Linked DNA regions of Mus musculus: region 1 is linked to region 2. Evidence: chromatin contacts called from public HiChIP or PLAC-seq data. All regions are on one chromosome and are shown on one strand. The core of a region is the stretch at or near the end of the contact, and the rest is flanking DNA. Distances in the headings are between cores, read along the strand shown. Region 1 overlaps Gm40305 (a long non-coding RNA gene). Region 2 overlaps Sel1l3 (sel-1 suppressor of lin-12-like 3 (C. elegans)).

The links. HiChIP or PLAC-seq counts read pairs in DNA pulled down with a chosen protein or histone mark.
Region 1: a contact with region 2 is called in a FOXA1 HiChIP or PLAC-seq map of pancreatic cancer cells. The contact joins two enhancer-like sites. A contact is called at or near these places in 1 of 484 Hi-C or Micro-C datasets (embryonic stem cells) and 1 of 115 datasets of contacts at active chromatin or transcription factors (pancreatic cancer cells).

What each region holds. Positions count from the first base shown.
Region 1 is chr5:53,945,711-53,951,203 of GRCm38.p6, reverse strand. Gm40305 (a long non-coding RNA gene) reads right to left here. Exons shown (of 3, transcript XR_868426.1): 3 at 211-1,389. Among named protein-coding and RNA genes, the nearest start is that of Gm40305, 21 kb to the right of the region's middle. Within about 2 kb of position 2,428, at least 106 of the 459 cell types and tissues checked have an H3K27ac peak or open chromatin away from gene starts, as enhancers often do. A contact at or near this core is called in pancreatic cancer cells, where this site is marked.
Region 2 is chr5:53,169,002-53,174,606 of GRCm38.p6, reverse strand. It overlaps Sel1l3 (sel-1 suppressor of lin-12-like 3 (C. elegans)), which reads left to right. Exons shown (of 24, transcript NM_172710.3): 8 at 1,901-2,033; 9 at 4,110-4,250. Among named protein-coding and RNA genes, the nearest start is that of Sel1l3, 42 kb to the left of the region's middle. Within about 2 kb of position 2,891, at least 14 of the 459 cell types and tissues checked have an H3K27ac peak or open chromatin away from gene starts, as enhancers often do. A contact at or near this core is called in pancreatic cancer cells, where this site is marked.

The DNA of each region.
Region 1 (5,493 bases), core at 1,179-3,678, 780 kb before region 2:
AGTCCAAGTAATAACAGGTTTCTATATATACTACAGAGGAGAGTCATGTCTTCTCTTCCTTAAGGACCATAAACTCCTTGGAAAGATGAGGCAGAAGGACTGTCCTGAATTTAAATGTAACCTGGACTACATAGTAAATACCAGGCCAACCAGAGATATATAGAAAGAGTTTGTCTTGAAGAAGAAACAAACAAATAAAACCACATCAAGTAAGCAAGGAAAGAGATAGATTTTTTTTTAAATAAAAGGTATAACTACACATTAACAAGAATCAAGGAAACTATACCGAGTCATAATAACTAAAAACAATTATTACAATTAGCCTTATCTAATTTGTATTTCAAAATAATGCCAAAACATGGTAAAAAAAATTCTTTCAATACATCACATTCAATATAAACAAAACTCCAGGGATGAAAAGAATTTGAGCAACTCTCCAAATTTTGTAGCCTAAAACACAAAAATCTGTCTTGGCATTGGGTTTGGTGACTGCAAACAATAAATGTTATTGGGAGGCGAAGCATGTCAATTATTCATTTACATGTGAAAGCCCTTTTATTTCCAGAATGTATCTGCTTTCCTAAATCTCATCCACCTCCACACCTTGCAGCATTAGACCACACTGCTCAGAAAGCTGTATTTTGTGATAGGAAGAGGGAGTTCTGGAAAATCAATTAGGAACTCAAAAGTAACTTAATCTTGTTGATTGTTCTCTTGTGTGAGACACACCCATGCACTGCTTGGACCCGAGGGCCAGACTTACGTGATTCAAGTAGAGGGGACTGTGAAATGTCTGGGCGTTGGGAAGCCCGTGACTTGAAAGCAGACAGTGCAGTCTAAACACAGCCCAGAGTGTGGAAGGGAAGCAAGGCCAGATGCTAACACGCTGTGAGGGATTCGAAAGCCAAAGCAGCAAAGCTGCTGTCTCAGACACACCCAAGAGGGCGAGGGAAACTAACACAGGCATCCAAGGACCACAGCATCTCCAAATGGGCAAGCACAAAGCAGTGAAGCCCTCCTGAAGCCCAGCTGGGCATCCCAGTCATCTTGTTGACCACTTGGGTTTCAGCACAGAGTGTCAGTACACTTGGCTTTAAACAATGCTTATTCCCCTTTAGAGTCAGAGTAGGCTATCTGGGATAACTGCAGAGTGGGCTTTCCTTTAGAGCTTTCGCATTCCTTTATAGTTTCTAGGGCATTTTCACATATACCCATCGGCTTCGTCATTGCAGCATGCTCTGAAAAAGGCAAGACTGGCCTCTTCTTCCAGATAGGACAACTATGGACTAGAACACGAAGTGACTCTCCAAAGGCAGCCAGTCTTTAAAGGCATGTCTCTTGAACCCAGCCCAGTGCACTTCAAGGGCTTGAGCGCAGATTCATCAACTCCTATTGAGAGCAAAGTGATAGAGTACAGATGCAGAAGGAGCTAGAGAGGACCCTGGACAATCAGATGTGGTCATGCATGGCTAACCATCCTCCAACTTTCATAAAACTGCAACATCCTAAAAAATGTCTACTGCTATAATTAATTTGAAAATACTATATATAGACTCAGCCCATTAATCTGTTGTGTGTCTTACCTGTTCTGGAATTCAGAGTATTTTTTTTAATTCTAGAATGATACAATGTCTAACAGTGTACTTAAAGTTTCTGTTATCTTCTCATCAGGGTATAGAGGTAAAACCCTGTAATAAAACACACTGGTATTTTGGTTACAACAGATATGTAAAAATAATTACTTGGAGATAAATATTGACTCTAAATAAAGTCCCATTATTTCAGGTCAGTGTTTGCTGCCACGTGAATTTTGATGCTAAAGTTGTCCCGTAAATTGGCTTTAGAGCTTTTAGGATGCTGGGATTGGGGGTGAGGGATGTTTGAGCAGTGTTTGAACCTTCTAGGACTGTGTAGTCTTTTGTGGCCATCTTCCTGAATGCTGGCCATTCTAAACGCTTATTTTACTAACCGTTTTTTACATAGACAGAATTTTATCCATTCCTGAATTCTATAAAAATGAGAATTTACCTTCTAAAGTTTTCAAAATGTATGAGTCAAAAGATAGAAGAATGGGATACTTCACTTTATAACAGGCCTCTGTCCTGGAAATGAGTCACCAAGGGTTCTTTTAGAGCCAGCGTCCTGGTGGTGAGGGTTTGGCTTTGGGAACAGAAAGGTGGAGCTGCCCTTTTCCTGAGTAGCTGTGAATGCTCTGGAAAGCACACCCCGAAAGTGAAGAGGGCACCTCTGGGTCTTCACCCTCTGAGGTGTGGAACTAGTACCTCTGTGACTTAGCCAGCTATGGCTTCTTGGAAGTCAACGAGGACCTTTGGTAGCAGTTCCACTGGCAAGCGTCCTCACTCTGTAAAGCTCTGAAAACTCCAGTTCTCAGAAGGACTTAACAGGAAGCCTCGCCCAGTAGCAGAGGAAGCTGAGGAAGGAAGGAAAGATGGCAGGGCTGGGGGAGGGGCAGCAGTCTAAACAATGAATGAAGTCATGGCCTTGGAACTCTATGTGGTCAACGACACACCCCACTTGTGTGCCCCACTGGTCCAGAAGCTCAGTACAGCATCTTCTCTCTTGCTGGCCTGGCTCACTTCATTCTCAGGTTGGCCTAGAAATGTCCTCAGGGTCCTTGTCACTGGAGACTTCCTTTCCCTGTTCCTCTACACCTCCTCCAGTCTTTCTACTTAGCTTTCACCTCCTTCGTGACCTTCAAAAAAAAAAATCATTGCTTGTCTCTTCCTTAGGAAGTAACTGCTGTCATCTTCCCACGCCATCAACCCACGAAGTAGTTTACAATTTCCTCAGAATATCCACTGTATTTTATTCCTTAAGCAGGACCCTTTTATTCCTTCTACAGAATTAAATGGTTTTTTTTATTTACTAGATTGTTTTATCTATCAATCAAGCACTTATTCAAAACAAAAACAAAAACTGCCCTGTGTGTACAATGCTGTGTTGGGAATTTGTGGATAAATAAGGAAGTTTCTGTATTCAGGAGTTTACAATCCAGTGGAAGAAAAACGGGCACCATCAAAACAGGATTCACACCTCTCAGTTTTGGTGTCTGATTGTTGAAAGGTGGTCAGGGAAGACAGAAACCTTTAAGACGAGTGAGAGGCAGATGAATGTATGGCGGGTGGGTGAAGGCTATTCCCAGCAGAGAGAACAGCATGGCAGAGGGCCAGAAACTTGACGAGCAGACAGTGTTCCAAGAACTGCCTATAATTGAGTGTGGCTGGTGGATAGAAAGAAGGCAAATCAGAGGGTTCTGGGGAAGGGGAGGGGGAACGGACTGTGAACAGAGGCCTTGAGCATCAAGGGTTTTAATGGCCCTTGCAAAGGAATTCAGTCAGTTTAAGATTCCTGTGGGGCCTGTTTGGAAGGGGCTGTCATTCAGGCCGGAGGCTTCTTGGTTTGAGTTCTCACACAGCACAGTCTGAGACAGAGTGTCCTAGGCAGGTGGTTTCATTAGGAAGTGATCCTGGGACAAGCTGTCAGAGCCGTGCCTGCTATGGTTTGGGTGTGCACCTTCCTTATGCAAAGGTATATAACATCCCTGGGAGGTGCTGTGGGCCTTTAAGAAGCAGTGCCTCGTGGGAGGTCCTTAAGTCGTTGAAGGTGTGGGCTGTGAAACCTCATTCTTTTCTTCTTTTTCTGGCTCACTGACATGCTGTCATGATCTCCTGCTATCTATGTCTGGAAACTTCAGTAGAGGCTCAAAATAATTGGGTTGCCCAAGCATCGATTTGAGCCTCAAAAACTCAGGGCTAAACATGCTTTCATTTCTTCATTAGTATGTGTTAGGTATTTGTTGTGTCACTACAGACATGGCTAGTGGAGTGGGGGGTAGCGGTAGGTCAGGAAGTGATTCAGGATCAGGAGGGCTGGCAACTCAAGATATACCAGCAAGTAGCTTGTTGCTGTGAGGAGCTCAAGTCAGACCTCTGGAGAACTGTAGAAGTGCTTTGGACTCATCCTCGCCAGAATCAAAATGGCCCAGGAATCACTCACCAGGTCCCCTCCACTTTCCATTGAAAGCTGTTCTTTTGGGCCTGCCCTGTGTGACACACTCAGGAGAAAACCCCCTCAGACCATCATAGATGCTTGAAGAAGCCTTGGCTGGTGATAGGGATGTGGGCAGGACCTGAGCGTCTGCTACATATCTGGTTCTGCAGACAGGAGCTCATGGAGGGTTTAGGATCTTCACTATTGTAATGAGTCAGGGAAGGAAAGACGTGGTTACACTTCAGGGGATGACGGAAGAGAATGTGATGAAGGGAAGATTCACGGAGGTGTGGGTAGGCTGGCAGAGCCACAAGGAACAGGGGGTGCCCCTTACGTTAACACCAGTGGGAGGCCAGTCAGCTGCTGCTGCTATGCTGCCCCATCGGAAGAGGCGGTGCCCCACCTTCTCCCTACTCAGGTGGGGCAACTCTGCGGCTGGTCCTGTTTTCCAGAGCTCTGAGCCCGGCTGCTCCTCTACGCAAATTCATGCCCATCTGTATGCCTTGTGATGTTACCCTCCTTTCTCCTAACCCACCTCCCCACTCCCCTGCACCATCCTTCCCAGCATCACCTCCCAGTTAACCTACTTGGTGCACAAAGGTGAGCACTGCACTGGAGTCAAGAGAAAGAGGTTGCTCAATAAGGGTGTCACTTAGATAGAAAACTGCAGCGCTGCCAAGTTACAGCTTGGGTGGCAGGAAGCTGAAGGCAAAAAAACACTCTGTGCCTTTTCTTGTCCAGTTCCTCAGCCTTGGGTACTAAGAGCCAGAGGACAAGGAAGCCCCAGGACATGCTTGGTCCAAGAGAAGCATCTCCTGGGGCACTGAGGAGGGAGAGACGGGGAAGACAGTTGGCAATGCCCTTCTTTCACACTAGAGTGTGTCTTTGTAACCTCCCCATCTCCAGACATGTGCCAGAAAACACAACTTCATGAATGCACCAAGTTACTCAACAGCACCTTCTGTCTGTGGGTTTTTAATCACTCAGTCTTCACTGGCCTCAACATAGCTGGATCATACGGGCAGAGAAGGTGTTGATAGCCATTCTCTACTGAGCCAGGGCCTGAACCTTATCTGCCTTCGCAATCAAAGTCAAGTGTTCACTTCAGAACATCATGTGTTCCCAACAGACAGAAAGGGATTGCTACTGGGCAATGAGTGAGTCATTCAGGTCACCCTAATATCTTTATAATAGTTCAGATTATAAATTATTATCAATTTATGAATTATAAATTATTTGCAGCCAGAAATCAAATGCTTGATTTCCACAGATCATGCTTAGCCTTAAATTTCTTAATTTGACAATGACCAGAGTTAATGTGAGACTCTAAATGGGACCTAAGGTGAGAACATCTTACCTCATTAGCCAGAAGTTCACACCAGTCTCTACGGGGAGAAGGAGGCTGACGCAAATCAAATTGTTGAGTCCCAACTGCACATATGCTAGCATTTCACAGCCAGACAGATCAGGGTTATCTTGTGA
Region 2 (5,605 bases), core at 1,642-4,141:
ATAATTAATATTGAGGCTTCCCCTGAGCCAGCCCAATAATAGATTTCTGTTACCGTGCGGTTCATTTAGTACTCATAAAATGGGAACCATTTACTTCCTCTGTTTTAATAACTACTAGCTTAATTATAGAGTAGATTTTTATCAGGCTGTTGCCTATCCAGTGATTAAGCTAATGAAAGGAGAGAATCTTAGTTATTTGGTAAAGCTTCTTTTCTACGCTATTATTTAAAGTATCAGAAGAAGCAATACTCCAGCAAATTAAAGCCCCATGCCAGCCAATCTTTCACTCATCCTCACAGAAGCCCTGCCTCAGCTCATGCTGGGATGGGCAAGCCACAGGGAGCCATATTCAGGAGGGCTTTGGACCCCAAGGCAATTTACTGTACCCAGGACACACATCCTAACATGCCCACGGAGGACTACTGCAGCCATTCCAGTAAAGGACTCTCGGCTTCCTACCACACAGCCTCAGAACAGTGCCTTCTCATCCCTGCTAAGGAGATGGAGGACCCCACCAGATGCCTGAGAGAGAGTTGTCCTCTCATTCCCTTGACCCCGTGGAGTTCAGGCAAAGACACAAGTACAAGTAGGAAGCCCGATTCCCTCCCTCCCTTTGAGATAACTGGGAAAAGAAAAATCACAGATCCACTTGAGCAGTAAATGCTTCAGAGTGCCTACTGCATGCCAGACCGGAGCAGAGAGGAGAAGCAAGAAAGATGGGTTAGGCTGAGCTTCAAACATTCCACCGCTCTGGCATGTAATGGTGGTGCACACCGGTAATGCCAGTGGTCGGCAGTTCGGGGCAAAAACGATCAAGAGCTCAAGGTCAAGTTGGATCAGCCTGGGACATAGGAAACCCTGTCTCACAAAAACAAAACAAAAATATTTTTTGGTACTGGGGCTCAAATACCTTTGAGCTTTCTTTCAGCTTTAGACTCTTTCCTTTCTTAAAAACATTTTTTAAAAAAATTGGGGGGTGGGGGGCGGACAGGTTTTTCACAAAGTTGTCCAGGCTAGCCTTGAACTCACTCTGGAGTTCAGACATGCTTTGAAATTTTGATCTTCTTGCCTTAGGCTACTGACTAGTTGTAATTACAGATGGATGTCAACAGACCCAGCTTTAAATGATGTTTTGAAGATACTCTGATTAATAGAATGAACAGCACACACACATACATACATGTATTCATATATGAAAATAAAAATAATTTTACTAAGAATACCTCCTCCGCCTCCTCTAATGTGCTCTGAAGTTTTGGATCCTTCGGTATAAAAAACAAAAGAAACCACTGCTGGTTATGACCCAGTGAGCCCATCTCGTGAACCTCTCTTGGGTCCAGACATGCATTTGAAAACAGAGTTAAGATTAATTCCCCCAGTTCCAAGAGGCTTGCTCTTTGGGACTTTGGCCCAGTTCACTTACTAGGTCACATGACACGAGTTAATTTCCACAAGCTTGGGCTCACCGAGGTGCATGGGTGCATCTGGCCACCGTTGAGCCTGCAGGAGTTATGCTTTGGAGCAGTGGCCCTTCACTGGCTCCTGCAGACTGAGGCTGCTGCAAAGCAGAAGGAAACAGAAGGACGGCCTCAGGTGGCGGGCACACCTTGGGTAGAATTAACATTTGGAAATGGAGATGAGTGCAGTTTTCTAGGGACTACACGTGGAGGGGACAGGTCTCCACTGACATGGAAGAAGCTTTGCAGATGAGAAGGTAGCACACAGGACGCTGGACTGGCATGCCTCGAATTGATCCAAAGGGCACTGGTTTGCATATCCAGGTGGGATGGTAGCCAGTGATGTCATAGAGGGAACTCAGACAGCTGAACACACCTAGTCCTACTAGCCAGAGGACATTTGATGATGATTGAAGTTCATGCAATTTCTTACCCTCCTGCAGGTTCTTAATCCCTTCCTTGAGAAGGAACTGGCTGAACAAATCAAGCTATACTATGAGCGGTGTACTGAGGTCCAGGATATAATATCCTCGTATGCTGCAACAGTCCAGGTTGGGGGTGAGAGGCGAGAGACATGTAAGTACGGAGCTCTGGAGGGCATATTTAAGCTTTGCATTTGCATTGACATGTTTAGCTTTGCTTGGGGCGAGGGAACTAAAATAGAAACATCCCACGAACCTCTTAGCCCAGATACCAGCAGGGTCAGGTGTAACTCAAGGCTTCCAAAGACAGATGGGGACCAGCATGTGCGTTCTGCCTTGATCCTTACCCCACCCAACCCCACAAAGCACCAGCAACCGCCATGAACGAAAACTGGTGTCAGCTCCCGCCATACCTGCTCGATCTTATTTAAGAATACAAAGGAACCTTGCCTGGTGTTCTTTCTACCTAGATGGCATGCCTAAAAGAAAAGAAAATGCATTGGAAAATATAAATTAATCACTAGAAATTATTGTACACATTAGTGTGCTTTTGTCTTGGACCATTAATATCTGAACAGTGACTTTGCTGGCTGGGGCCCTGTTTTATTCTCAAACCCTCAGATCAGCTCAGGGAGGCACCAGGAAATTTGGCAAAGGAACAAATCTCAAATAGACTGCGTTCGCAGGGCTCACGTGGCCCAGACTCTCCTTTCTCACCCAGGGTGTGGACGGAGCTGAGTCCCGTCTGGTCTCCTAGGGTCCCAGCTTTTCTCCTAGAAAAGCCAGCCTTATATGCTAACCTGTTTGGTGGCATCAGGGAGAGTCTCCTAAACTTGTAAATTTTTCTGTGCTTTAGATATCCATGTTTGATGTGGTGACACGGCAGTTAGTCACATATGTTCCTTCTGGAAGATAAATTCCTGTGGGGTATTTGTCATCATCAAGAGCTAGTTCAGTATCTCAATCTTGCCTTGTGCAGCTCATGCCTCCTCCCCCCCTTAGGGGAGCTTCCAGTTCCAGGCTAGGGAAGGAGGGGCCCATAGATGGACCTAAGTCATGCCCCAGTCTGACAGGGTCACATAGTGGTGGGAGTGGTGGCTGGTCAATCTCATATCAGGCTGGAGAGGTAGCTAGGTATGGAAAGGCATCTACTACCAAGCCTGACAGCCTCAGTTCAATCCCTGGGATCCGTGTGATGGAAAAGGAGAACTGACTTCTCAAAGTTGCCCTTTGATCTCCACTTGAGCCGTGTAGAACAGACAGGATCCCCCATCCTAAGCAAAAATCGAATTTAAAAGCAGATGATCTTGCACTGAGATGGCTCAGTTGGTAAAGTATTTGCAAGCATGAGGGCCTGAGTTCCATGCCGAGAACCCGTATAAAAAGGCTGGATATGATGTCACTCACCCGAAATCCCAGTTCTGAGGAGATGGAGACTAAGGCTTGCTGGTCAGCCAGGCTAGCCTCACTGACAGCTAGCTGGGCTAGCTCCAAGACGATGAGGAACCACACCTCAAAGGCTAAAGGATGTTTCTGGGAAGGACATATACCAAAGGTTGTCCCCTGGCCTCTCTGTGCATGTGCACATGTAGATGCATGCCCACACACGTGTGTCCCCTCGCCATATACATGCAGGTACAGAAAATGTAAAAGGATACGCTCTCTTAATCTCCAGCTGCGCTTAACGCTCACTGAATCATACAAAGATGTACAAAGACAAAGATGCTGCCAGGAGAGGGGGCAGACGCACAGGAATAGTAATGTCCCAAAGAGGAAACTCATTTGGATCATTCCCACAGCACTGGGAGTGAGACCCTAAAGGCCAGCCCTCTATGCCGACCTGTTTGGTGGCATCAGGGAGAGTATCCTAAAGTCTCCAACCTCCTCACCTCCTGGGGGGCTCTAGGGCCTTGTTCTTCAAAACACAAGCCAGAAAAAAAAATGGCCTAGATTATTAGCCTCCTGGGGGCAAGTCAGAGGGCAGCTGCTCATTCTGTAGAATTAGGCAACAGCCATCAGCATCCTTGGCGCGTTTCTCTTGGACTTGCTTCCAAATGCTGCCCCCAAGGCAGAGGTGTAATGGCCGTTTTCAAATTCCCGAAAGACCCAAGCCAAATCCAGGCATATTAAGCCTGCCCTCCCATCCCAAGTTCCCCTGAGGAAGGAGAGCTTTTAGAAGGATAAGGTCATTGCCGCTCCTGAGGGAGTGATGTCTTCTGCTTCCGTGTAGGTGACTTCCATAACTCCTACCTGGACCTCAAGCGCAAGTATGGGAGAGCCGAGGTGTGCAGAGGCTTGCCCTGGGAGAAGGAACTGAGAGACAGGCACCCCAGCTTGTTCCAGAGCCTGCTGCAAATGGACCTGCTGACCGGTAACTGAGCCTCTGCCTGGGGTTTGGAGCTAGCTAGAAAGGCACCCTGTTTTTATGTCTACTCACTCTCCCTTGGTGATTTATGCCTTAATGTTATTTTTAACCCTAGTGTTCTAGTTTAATTTCAGATTTAAATTCTGCCCTTGTGTGTCCACAGCGCTGAATATATCTGTGCACATTTCCAAAAACTTAAATTTAGGGATCACTCAAGCGATGCTTTATCTAAAGCCAGGGCTGCATAACGGACAGGCCGCCGCCAGAGTTGGCCTCCAAATGGAGTTAGTTTGCAAAATGCCTTTCTGTGTATTTGAAAAGAATTTCATTATCGGTATCTAAAAACTTTCAGAAAAATGCAAATTTCTAGCTTTACTTGGAAAAAAAAATCAAAGACGCAGCTGCCCTGGACCTGTTCCTATAGTAAGCGATCTCAGAGGGAAGGCCAGGGCCAGGCATTTTCTGTCTGCCCAAGGTCCCTCTTCTCTGGTTTTCGCCTCCTACCATGTACTGTCATAGATGGTTAGATGTCATCTAACCCTTAGGCAGTTGAACTTGAGCCTCCTGACTTGACATTTCAGTGTCATCTCAGATTTGAAGGTCCTTCCTGGATGCTGATGGCTTCCTCTTAGGCCCAATGCAATTTGTATTTGCTTAGTTAAGTACACACTGTAGGGCCTCCAGGAGATTTTGGAAGCCATGCCTGTTAGAAACAGGAGCTGGTCACAAGGGGAAGCACACGGAACAGGTACGTGTGTCAAGGGATCAAAAAGCTCATTGTGTTCCTGGCTTGGGAAAATGACCTTCGGCGACTGGCCCTGTCCCAAGGCATGGGCTTTCTTTATACGCTGACCCTGCCCATCCTGGAAGATATTTGATCTTTTGTTCTTTGATATTGACTAAGGAAAGACTCAGTCACTTATCTGAGTGAGATGGCAGGAGATTCCCCACTCTTGAGTGATGGGCTTAAAAGCAAAGATAAATTGTAAGTTGTTTTAATAAAAGCCATGGAAGTGAAGGCACAGAGAGAGGAGTGGCTGCTTCTAGACTCAGGTGTCCCAGAAGGGCTTCCGGGAGGAGGAGACATTGTAACTGCTTCTTGAGGTATTTGCCAGATAAGAGAGGCAGGAGTGGGCGCTGGAGTCAGGGCAGAGGCAGGGAGGAGGGACAGCAGGATATGCTAAGGGATAGGAAACCAGTGGTGACCTAGGGGCTCAGCCAAAGCTTAGTCGCCAGCTGTAATCTGTGTGGCTTTCCCTTTTAGTTAGAGGATTTCAGGCTGTAGGCAGAGTGTAACCAGAGGAGTCTCTGATGTTACAATGACAGCAGTTGGGAACAGGGAGGTGATGTTAGAAGAGTGT